Linked DNA regions of Mus musculus: regions 1 and 2 are each linked to region 3. The links are chromatin contacts, called in public HiChIP or PLAC-seq maps. All regions are on one chromosome and are shown on one strand. Each heading gives the region's core, a stretch centred on a gene start, on an enhancer-like site or on the middle of the called end of the contact. The rest is flanking DNA. Distances are from core to core; before and after follow the strand shown.

The links. HiChIP or PLAC-seq counts read pairs in DNA pulled down with a chosen protein or histone mark.
Region 1: a CTCF HiChIP or PLAC-seq map of the NIH/3T3 cell line shows a contact between it and region 3, with 6 read pairs. The contact joins two enhancer-like sites. A contact is called at or near these places in 1 of 15 datasets of contacts at CTCF or cohesin (the NIH/3T3 cell line) and 1 of 484 Hi-C or Micro-C datasets (cortical neurons).
Region 2: a contact with region 3 is called in a CTCF HiChIP or PLAC-seq map of the NIH/3T3 cell line, with 6 read pairs. The contact joins two enhancer-like sites. A contact is called at or near these places in 1 of 15 datasets of contacts at CTCF or cohesin (the NIH/3T3 cell line), 2 of 484 Hi-C or Micro-C datasets (cerebral cortex and cortical neurons) and 1 of 115 datasets of contacts at active chromatin or transcription factors (embryonic fibroblasts).

Annotation. Positions count from the first base shown.
Region 1 is chr15:53,000,642-53,003,481 of GRCm38.p6, forward strand. No RefSeq gene overlaps it. Among named protein-coding and RNA genes, the nearest start is that of Gm41323, 69 kb to the left of the region's middle. Within about 2 kb of position 1,495, at least 31 of the 459 cell types and tissues checked have an H3K27ac peak or open chromatin away from gene starts, as enhancers often do. A contact at or near this core is called in the NIH/3T3 cell line, where this site is marked.
Region 2 is chr15:53,111,553-53,114,589 of GRCm38.p6, forward strand. All of the region lies in intron 1 of Ext1 (exostosin glycosyltransferase 1), which reads right to left. Among named protein-coding and RNA genes, the nearest start is that of Gm41323, 180 kb to the left of the region's middle. Within about 2 kb of position 1,354, at least 114 of the 459 cell types and tissues checked have an H3K27ac peak or open chromatin away from gene starts, as enhancers often do. A contact at or near this core is called in the NIH/3T3 cell line and embryonic fibroblasts, where this site is marked.
Region 3 is chr15:52,679,962-52,682,933 of GRCm38.p6, forward strand. No RefSeq gene overlaps it. Among named protein-coding and RNA genes, the nearest start is that of Med30, 31 kb to the right of the region's middle. Within about 2 kb of position 1,565, at least 9 of the 459 cell types and tissues checked have an H3K27ac peak or open chromatin away from gene starts, as enhancers often do. A contact at or near this core is called in the NIH/3T3 cell line and embryonic fibroblasts, where this site is marked.

The sequences.
Region 1 (2,840 bases), core at 245-2,744, 320 kb after region 3:
AGAATATAAGCAGACAGCCTCACAGTCTCGCAGGGAGAAATACTTCCAATTCTAGGAGTCAGCGCAGAGGAAAGACAAAGCAGACCACCCACAGCAACGATGCTATGTTATAATCCCCTCATCTGTCACCAGCATTCATACATTGACCTTGCCTTTAGCCTTCCTGGAGCTGGATCAGGTGCTCCATGCTACAGTTGGTGGAAACAGATATCACATGTCTATTCACTCACAGTAAGTCATGTAGCCTGAGAACTCCTGAAATGGTCTCTCCTTGATTTCTCAATCACCAGTGCACATAACTTCTCCAAATCAAAGCACCAGTAACAAAAGCCAGCCACGGGAGTCGAGTCAGGAGTTAGAGTGAGGCTGGGACTTCTGCCCTTTCCTCTTCATTTCCACTTTGTTTTATAAGCTAATGAGTGCATAATTTCCTTTGCCAGGATCTTCTGAAGGGTGTTTTGATTTTGGGTTAAGTTACCAAGGAGATTCTGAAACAGAAGGTGAACAAATCCTTTACTCACGGACACAAGGAAAGCTTGGGATAGTCCTCATTTGCTCCATCAGCCCCACTTCTCATATTTATATTTGAACTGCCATAGCCTGGGTTCTCATGGAGAAGAAGGACACTGGAATGTGCAGTAATGAGATAGACCTCTTCCTTCTAAAGCAAAGCAATCTACCTGTCCCATAAAGCTGACTGTGCTGCTAAAACATAGTGGCGGGGAAAGATGCCAAAATAAATCATTCACGAGATTTAAAGATGCTCCCCAAAGGAAGTGCTCTCTCATGAGGATAGTTAGAATATCTACCTGCCATTGAAGGATATGCAAGCCGCCCCTTACACCAATGTGAGCCTCTTGTAACCAGGGAGGGTCACAGAGATTCAATTCCATAAAAAGCAGCTTGTAAAAATAAAATTCAATTCTTGGCTTGTGTTGCAACACTTCCTCTGTTCCAAACTTAATACTGGAGCCACCCACAGGACCGCTGTCACAGCCAAATACAGTAGGGAATCAAGTCTTCTCACAGGAGGCCATCAAGAAGAGCCCCACTGCCAGCATCAGGTAACAGTACAAACAGGCTGTGGAGGCCCCAGAGCAGGATCGCTGTGTTTGCCTCATCTTGACAAGCCAGAGATGCTCTACAGGCCTTCTCAAAGTATTATTCATAAATATAATACTGTAGACCACAGAGACAGCTATTCCCTGGCACTCAGAACTTCTGACTCTGGAGGAAGCAATTCTCAGTTTGCCAGACTCTGTGAACCCAAAATGATGACCACAGAGAAAAAGACCTCTCATGTGATCTCTGTCTAACCCATAGTACTCATTCAGTTGCCGTGATGTATTTGCTCTCCTGTATAATTTACTAATGTTATCCAAATATAATTCTTCTCTTCTCAGCTAGACAGTAAATTATATGACGTCAGATACCGTCCAGCCCCAGACATCAACTTTAAGCTATTAGAACCAACCTCCTTAAACAAACTTCACATCATTTGCCTTCAAAGAGAGAACTGTATTCCAATATGTTGCATCATTCATGCCACAGTCATGATTCATTTGCTCTAATTTATATCATTTCTTGCTCCCTGAGCTGTTTTTCTCTTTTAATATTTCTCAATCTTCCTTCTTGTAAATGATCTAGTCTTGCTTCTTATATTAGCCTTGAACATGAGAATTTTCCGAGCATCTAACAAGAGAGCTGGCTCTGAAGACAAACATCCTGAATCTAAATCCTAATACCATTATGATGGTTTGTATATTCTTGGGCCAGGAGTGCCACTATTATGAGGTATGGCATTGTTGGAATAGGTGTGTAACTGGGGACATGGGCTTTAATACCCTAGTCCTAGCTGCCTGGAAGCCAGTCTTCTAGTAGCTTTCAGACAAAGATGTAGAACTTTCAGCTCCTCTTGCACCATATCTGCCTAGATACTGCTATGCTTCTGCCTTGATGATAATGGACTGAACCTCTGAACCTGTAAGCCAGCCCCAATTATATATTGTCTTTAAAAGAGTTGCCTTGGGCATGGTATTTGTCCATAGCAGTAAACCCTAATGATAACAAACACCATTTATCAACAAAGTGATCCTAGGAAAGTTATTTTAGTTTATGTAACCTTAGTTTTCTCAGCAATAAAATGATATCCATAACAGCACCTATTTTCTTGAATTGAGCAGATAAAATGGCTTTTTAAGCAAGACAATCTGAGTAATACCCAATACTATAGATGTGTTCAATAATTATCATAAGTTGAACAATTTTTGGCCCTTCACTGGCCATGTGGATGCTTTAATGTTTAGTGGACGTAACAATATTCAGTGTAGCTTGTCTCCCAGATAGTTTACACATGATAATCTACTCCAGGATTACTCCAAAAGATGGAAGAGACCACCTCCTCTTCTCTTACACAAACAGGACATCCTCTGCCTGATACAGAGAAAGTTTAGTGTGAACATCGTCTCATCTGGTGATTGATTTCTTGTGGGTCCCAGATTTATTAAATGGAGCACCACAGAGCTTTAGTAAAATTAAACACAAAAGAGTCTTCTTTTCCCCTATAGATTGATTTTCTATCAAAGAAACACCTAACTTGTGCTTCTCTGCACACTTAACACTTACAAGTATGCCATAACATTTCCTATACATCCAATCATGGTCTCCACCCTTGAGTGGACAGCAACTAGGACTTTTTTTTTTTTAGTATCATTATTTTGCCTCTTTTTTTTACTAGATATTTTCTTTATTTACATTTCATATGTTATCCCCTTTCTTGATTTCCCCTCTGAAAGCCCCATATCCCATCACTCCTCCCCCTGTTCACCCACTCCCGCCTC
Region 2 (3,037 bases), core at 104-2,603, 430 kb after region 3:
CCATGGCCCTCTACTTTCCGAAGTCTGTGACCCTTTAATATAGTTCCTTATGTTGTGGTGACCCTAAACATAAAGTTATTTCATTGCTACTTCATAACTGTAATTTTGCTACTGTTGTAAATTATAATGCAAGTATATTATATGTGACCTCCGAAGGGTTTGAGGCCCACAGGTTGAGAAACACTGGTCTAGACTATGGAAAAAACACTTCTGATACAACAATAAGAGAATCCAATGTAAACATGGGCTAACAATTTGAACTGATATTTTTCCCAAAGAAAATGAATAAAGCACCAAGAAGAACACAGGAAGATACTGAGTATCGTTAGTCATTGAAGGAACGGAAATCAACCCAAAACACAAGGAGGTGCCACTTGCTCCCTGCAGGACAGTGTATGATCTAAGAGGACACATGAGAACAAGCACAGATAGAAACATGGAAAACAAGAAAAACAAGAGCTCTTCCTTGGGGGCTACAATGAGAGGAAAATGGTAAGGCTGTTTTGGGGACAATCTGGCAGTTCCTTCTCAAACTAAAAATGGACTTTTCATATGACCCAGCACTGTACTTAGGCATTTATCCCAGAGAAATGAAGGCATTTTTACATAGGAGAACTGTCCACAAATGTATACACTGGATACCCTTCCAAGTATGAATGAGGCAAGATTGTGGTATACACATAGCCTAGATCACTTCTCAGATGAATAAAACATAATGAAGTAAAAGAACACGGATCAAACTACTTAAGTACACAAGGACCTCGAGGATGCTAATGCCGAGTCCAAAGCCACCCTCTAAAGGGTACACACTACATTGCTCCATTTTCATAACACTTGTGACAGCATATAACGACGGGGCCGGAGAACGGAGTAGTCGCTACCATTGGTTAGAGGTGGGGGAGACAGACTTTATAGGTCAAGTGGGGAGACAATCTTCTAAAGTAGACCAGTTCATCTTATTAAGTCAGGAGATGTAAGACATGCTATAATCACATACAACTTAAAACACACACACACACACACACACACACACACACACAGTGAGACAGGAGAGGTATCAACTGCTTTCAGAGAATTTGCAGCTTCAGCTGGTAAACCAGTTGTCTCCCCTTTGTGGCATTACAGTCCACACTCCAGAGGTAATGATGCAGGAGATAGAAGAGCCTTTCTAAGTGGCTCCACAGAAAATGTGCAATAAAAACGACATGACCCTGACTTTAACCTGGAAGCCAGTACCATGCAATAGGTATAATAGTTTTCTTCCTAGAGTTGTACTGAATAAGGTACAGAATATAACCCCATTTCAGATATGCTATGGAATGTTATTTGAAGTCTTCCCTCACCACATAAGATGACTCACTAATAGTGAGTCAGTGTGACTAGGCAAGGGAGACAGAGTGGTTCATACCATTCCACCAAGTGTTGTCCCTGCCACTTGTATCACCTGTGGTACCAGGGAACTGCACAGATCTCAGGATCACCCAGGCCTGCTGAATCCAGAACTCTTGGGAAAGAGCCTTGGATTCTATGTGAGTCCATTGTAATGCCCAGTACATTTTGTGCAGCAGGGAACTGGTAGCTAAAAACTTAGTAAACAAGAGCTCAGTGGTCAAGCAGCCAAACCTGGGTTCACAGTCTATGCTTACCATCCACAAACTGGGCAATCTTGGGAAATACTAATTTGTCTGGGCTTAGTTTCCTGGTTCATCCAAAGGGGTTGATCCTTCTACTGACCTGACCAAATGATACATTCTTTTCTTTTTCTTTTTAATTTCTTTTCTCCCTAGACAGGGTTTCTCTGTGTAGCCCTGGCTGTCCTGGAACTCACTTTGTAGACCAGGCTGGCCTTGAACTCAGAAATCCGCCTGCCTCTGTCTCCCGAGTACTGGGATTAAAGGTGTGCACCACCACGCCCGGCTTCCAAACGATACATTTTAATTAAAGTACAGCACCTTATGAGCATTTCTGCAAAAGATAGCTGTAATCACTTCAGCTGAAGGGAGCCAGCAGATTATCAGAAACACAGGCAGCTGTCAATGAGGAGACCTGGGCTGAAGAATCTGGAGTGTGGCTCTCCTGCGAGACCCCCATGCACATCTCTTAGCTTCTGTCAGTCTCAAAGCTGTGAAGCTCAAATGAAATTATGTACATGCAGTATAATCAGGAAAGTAGTATGCAATTGCAGGTTATTATGGCAAATTATATCAGAAGGAATGGAATAAACATTTTTTAAAAACTACCAACAATGAAAAAAACAAAAAAACAGTTTTGCAAAGACAGCCAAGAGACAAACGAGGAGCAGACCCGTTAAAAGAAAATGAAAGCAGAAGCCGCAGCTCCCCACACAGCAGCAGTGTGTAGTTTAAAAGCTTTCTCCTCATCAGAAGCTGTACAAGGAAGGAAGCCGCTGCTGTGGCTTGCTGTCTTCCCAGGGTTCCCACAGATCCTCTCTCACAAGCACGTTGGCCAAATGATCCTGCTTTTTCGCTAGCCACAGTGGACAGGCAAGAAGCCAGCAATGAGCCTCTAATCTTCAGACTCACACAATTCCAGGCTGCCTGAGGTGATAGTTTGTCTCGAGTATTTACTTATGAACTGGGTGAACATCACAGCTGCTCTTTTTCTGCCAGCCCCGTCCCTTCTAAGTAATGATTCTTCTCTGTTTATACCCAGATTTGAGTCACATCTCTTATGAAAAAAAATCAGAAAGCTAATACTTGGGGTGGCTGAAGTTCCAGAGTGCCCTGTGATGAGGAAAAGGAAATACAGACTAGTGCATCTCTGTTCTTGGATGAGTGTGTGAGTGCGTGTGTGCCATCCACATGTTAGGTCCGTCTTAAGAAGATCGTGGTCCAGTGAAAACACTGTGAAGTTGTCAGATGTTCATATGGAAGCGGGGGGGGGGGGGCAGGGAAGATAAGGCATGGGTGGCTACAGAAGGCATTGGTGAGGAAGATGAGAACAGGGATGTGTATCTCGAAGATTTCCAGGACTCTTTGCTAAGCACTGATGACGGAGCAAGAGCTACAAACACTGG
Region 3 (2,972 bases), core at 315-2,814:
TTTAAGATATATTGAATCCCTTGTCCAGTACATATATTCTTCTAGGACACCACCCTTACTAAACATGTCATCTCACTGTGAGTGAAAATTTAACAATCAGACCTTGTATGGTGAGGCATGTGTTCATCATTAGCAGTAAGCCAGTGAGTGTCGAGTTCCAAAATCCCATCTAAATATTCTGCGTACCAACTGTGCCATTATGGGTTTTTCAAGAAGTTTCTTGAAAAGTGACTATTGCTGAAGGAATAAACTAGTTGCAATCAGGGGACCCACTAGACTAAGAAAGAGATGCTTGCAAAATTTTCAGTCCAATGTCCATATCTGGAGCAAAGATCACTCATTTAAGGAGTGTTGTGATAATGAATATGGACAGACTATGCCAACACCATACATAGATATCGGTCAGGAGATTGTCTGAAAACTATGTAAACTTTATTAAAGAGGTGTGCTGGTTTGTATATGCTTGGCCCAAGGAGTGGCACAATTAGAAGGTGTGACCCTATTGGAGTAAGTGTGTCACTGTGGGTGTGGGTTATAAGACTCTCATCCTAGCTGCCTGGAAGTTAGTATTCTTTTAGCAGCCTTCATATGAAGATGTAGACCTCTAAGCTCCCTCTTGACTATGACTACCTGGATGCTGCCATGTTCCCACCTTGATGATAATGGACTGAACCTCTGAACCTGTAAGCAAGTCCCAATTAAATGTTGTCCTTATAAGATCTGCCTTGGTCATAGTGCCTGTTCACAGCACTAAGACAAGAGGTGATATACCTCATAATGAAGACTATTAAAGACTGTCAGCTAACCACACCCTTTGTGCTTACTGAGAAATCCTTTTTGTTTCTTCTTTTTATTATACTTTTGATCAGCATGTAACATAGTAGGATTAACATGACATTTCCAAGTGTGTGTATCATTATATATTGCTCACATTCACTCCCTTGTGCCCCTACTTTGATGCCTACCAGTCCCTCTCCTCTGAATAGTCCTCTTTTTGCTTTCATCTCACATAAGCAGAGATGATGTATCAACAGATAGGTAGATGGTAGATAGATTATAGATAGATGATAGATAGGTAGATAGATAGATAAATAGATATATAGATAGATATCTCAGTTTCTTTGTATATTCATCTATTGATTGACATCTTGGTTGATGCTATATCTTGGCTTTTGTAAATAGTGGTGCACTGAGCATGGCTGTGCAAGCCTTATTTAGTATACTGAATAAATTCCCTTGGATACAAACTGCCTTAATGTTCTATTTCTGTGAAGAGACTCTATGACCAAAGCAAATCTTATAAGAGAAAGCATTTAGGTGGGTCTGGATTACAGTTTCCGATGTTCAGTCCACTATCATCATGGTAGAGAACATGGTGGCACACAGGCAGACATAGTCCTGGATAATCACTGGGAGATCTACATTCAGATCCACAGACAGCAGGAAGAGAGAGCCACTGGACCTGGCTCTGGTTTTTGAAACCTCAATATCTATTTCCAATGATACACTTTCTCCAACAAGGCTCCTATTCACTGCCTGATGACTCAGCATTCAAATATGAGCCCACTGGGATTATTCATATTCAAAATCACCACACATACCAAATGTGGCATAGATAGATTGTACTGTAATTTCACTTTGAGTTTTATTTTGTTTGTTCTGAGGAGACCAGACCAATTTCTACCACAGTTATACAAGTTTACATTCCCATGTGCAGTGTATAGGGGTTCCATTTCTAGTCTCTCATCCTTGCCAGCAGTTGCTGTTTTGTGTTCTAAATGGTAGCCATTCTGATTTGAATGAAATTGAGTTTTGGGTTTCAAGCAATTCTCTTGAGAGTTGTATATTAAATTAAATTGAAGATTTATTGATTGGGTAAAATTCTTTTATTCTAGTGATTATTTTTTTAATTCTTTATAGATATTGCTCTTCTGTCAGATGTATGGTTGATTTTTCACATACTCGGTGGTCTCTCCATTCTCATACTTGCTCTTTGTTCTTCTAAGACTTTCAAATTTCATAGAGATCCATTTGTCTATGATTTTCCAATTAGTTCTTAAGACAGTGGAGGCCTTTTAAGGAAATCCTGGCTTAAACAATTATGTTGAAGAGATTTTTTCCCTTTAAAAGGCACATACTTCCGGTTTTGGGCTTTTTTTTTTTTTAATTAAGTCCTTGGATTCATTTTGAAATGAAGTTAGTAAAACATGAGAGACAGAGATGCAGTTTCATTATTCGATATCCAGTTTCTTAATCACCATTTGTTGAAGAGGGTGTCTCTTTTCTAATGTATATTTTTGGCAACTGTGTTAACATTCAGCCATGTGGAGTTATGTTTATGCCCTCTTTTCTATTTCGTTTTGTTCTAGCCTGTTCTGTCCATTCTTTCTATTTTGCCTGTGTTGTGGCAGAACTGGAAAGGGTTTGCTATTGTGCTACTGCACTGGAGGGTAACATTAGGATTTGTGAAATTTCAACACTGCTCTTTTTCCCTAGCTTTACTGACCATTTTTTAAAATTATCTTTATTTTTATTTTTTTCATACAATATATTTCAATTATATTCTTGCTCTTTTCCCAATTTCTCCCAAATGCTTACCCTCCATATCCGCCTGACTTCATTTTTTTTTTTCTCTTGGGGAAAAAAAAAAAACAACATACACACAACGAAACAAAACAAGCAAACAAACAAAATAATGAGAAAAACAAAACAAAAGCACACAAAAACAATGGAGTCTGTTTTCTGTTAGCCAAGTACTCATGAGGTCTATCCAAGAGTATGGTTGATATATTACTGACATATGATTTTTTAGAGTTTCTGTTTCTTTCTTTCTTTGAAAATGTCATTAGCATTTATATGGGAATTACAATGAGCCTGTATATTTTCTTTTTTAGATATAGTCACTTTTATGGTATTAATTTCAATCCATGAGGATGGGAAGCCTCATCTTTCAGCATCCTTTTAAATTTATT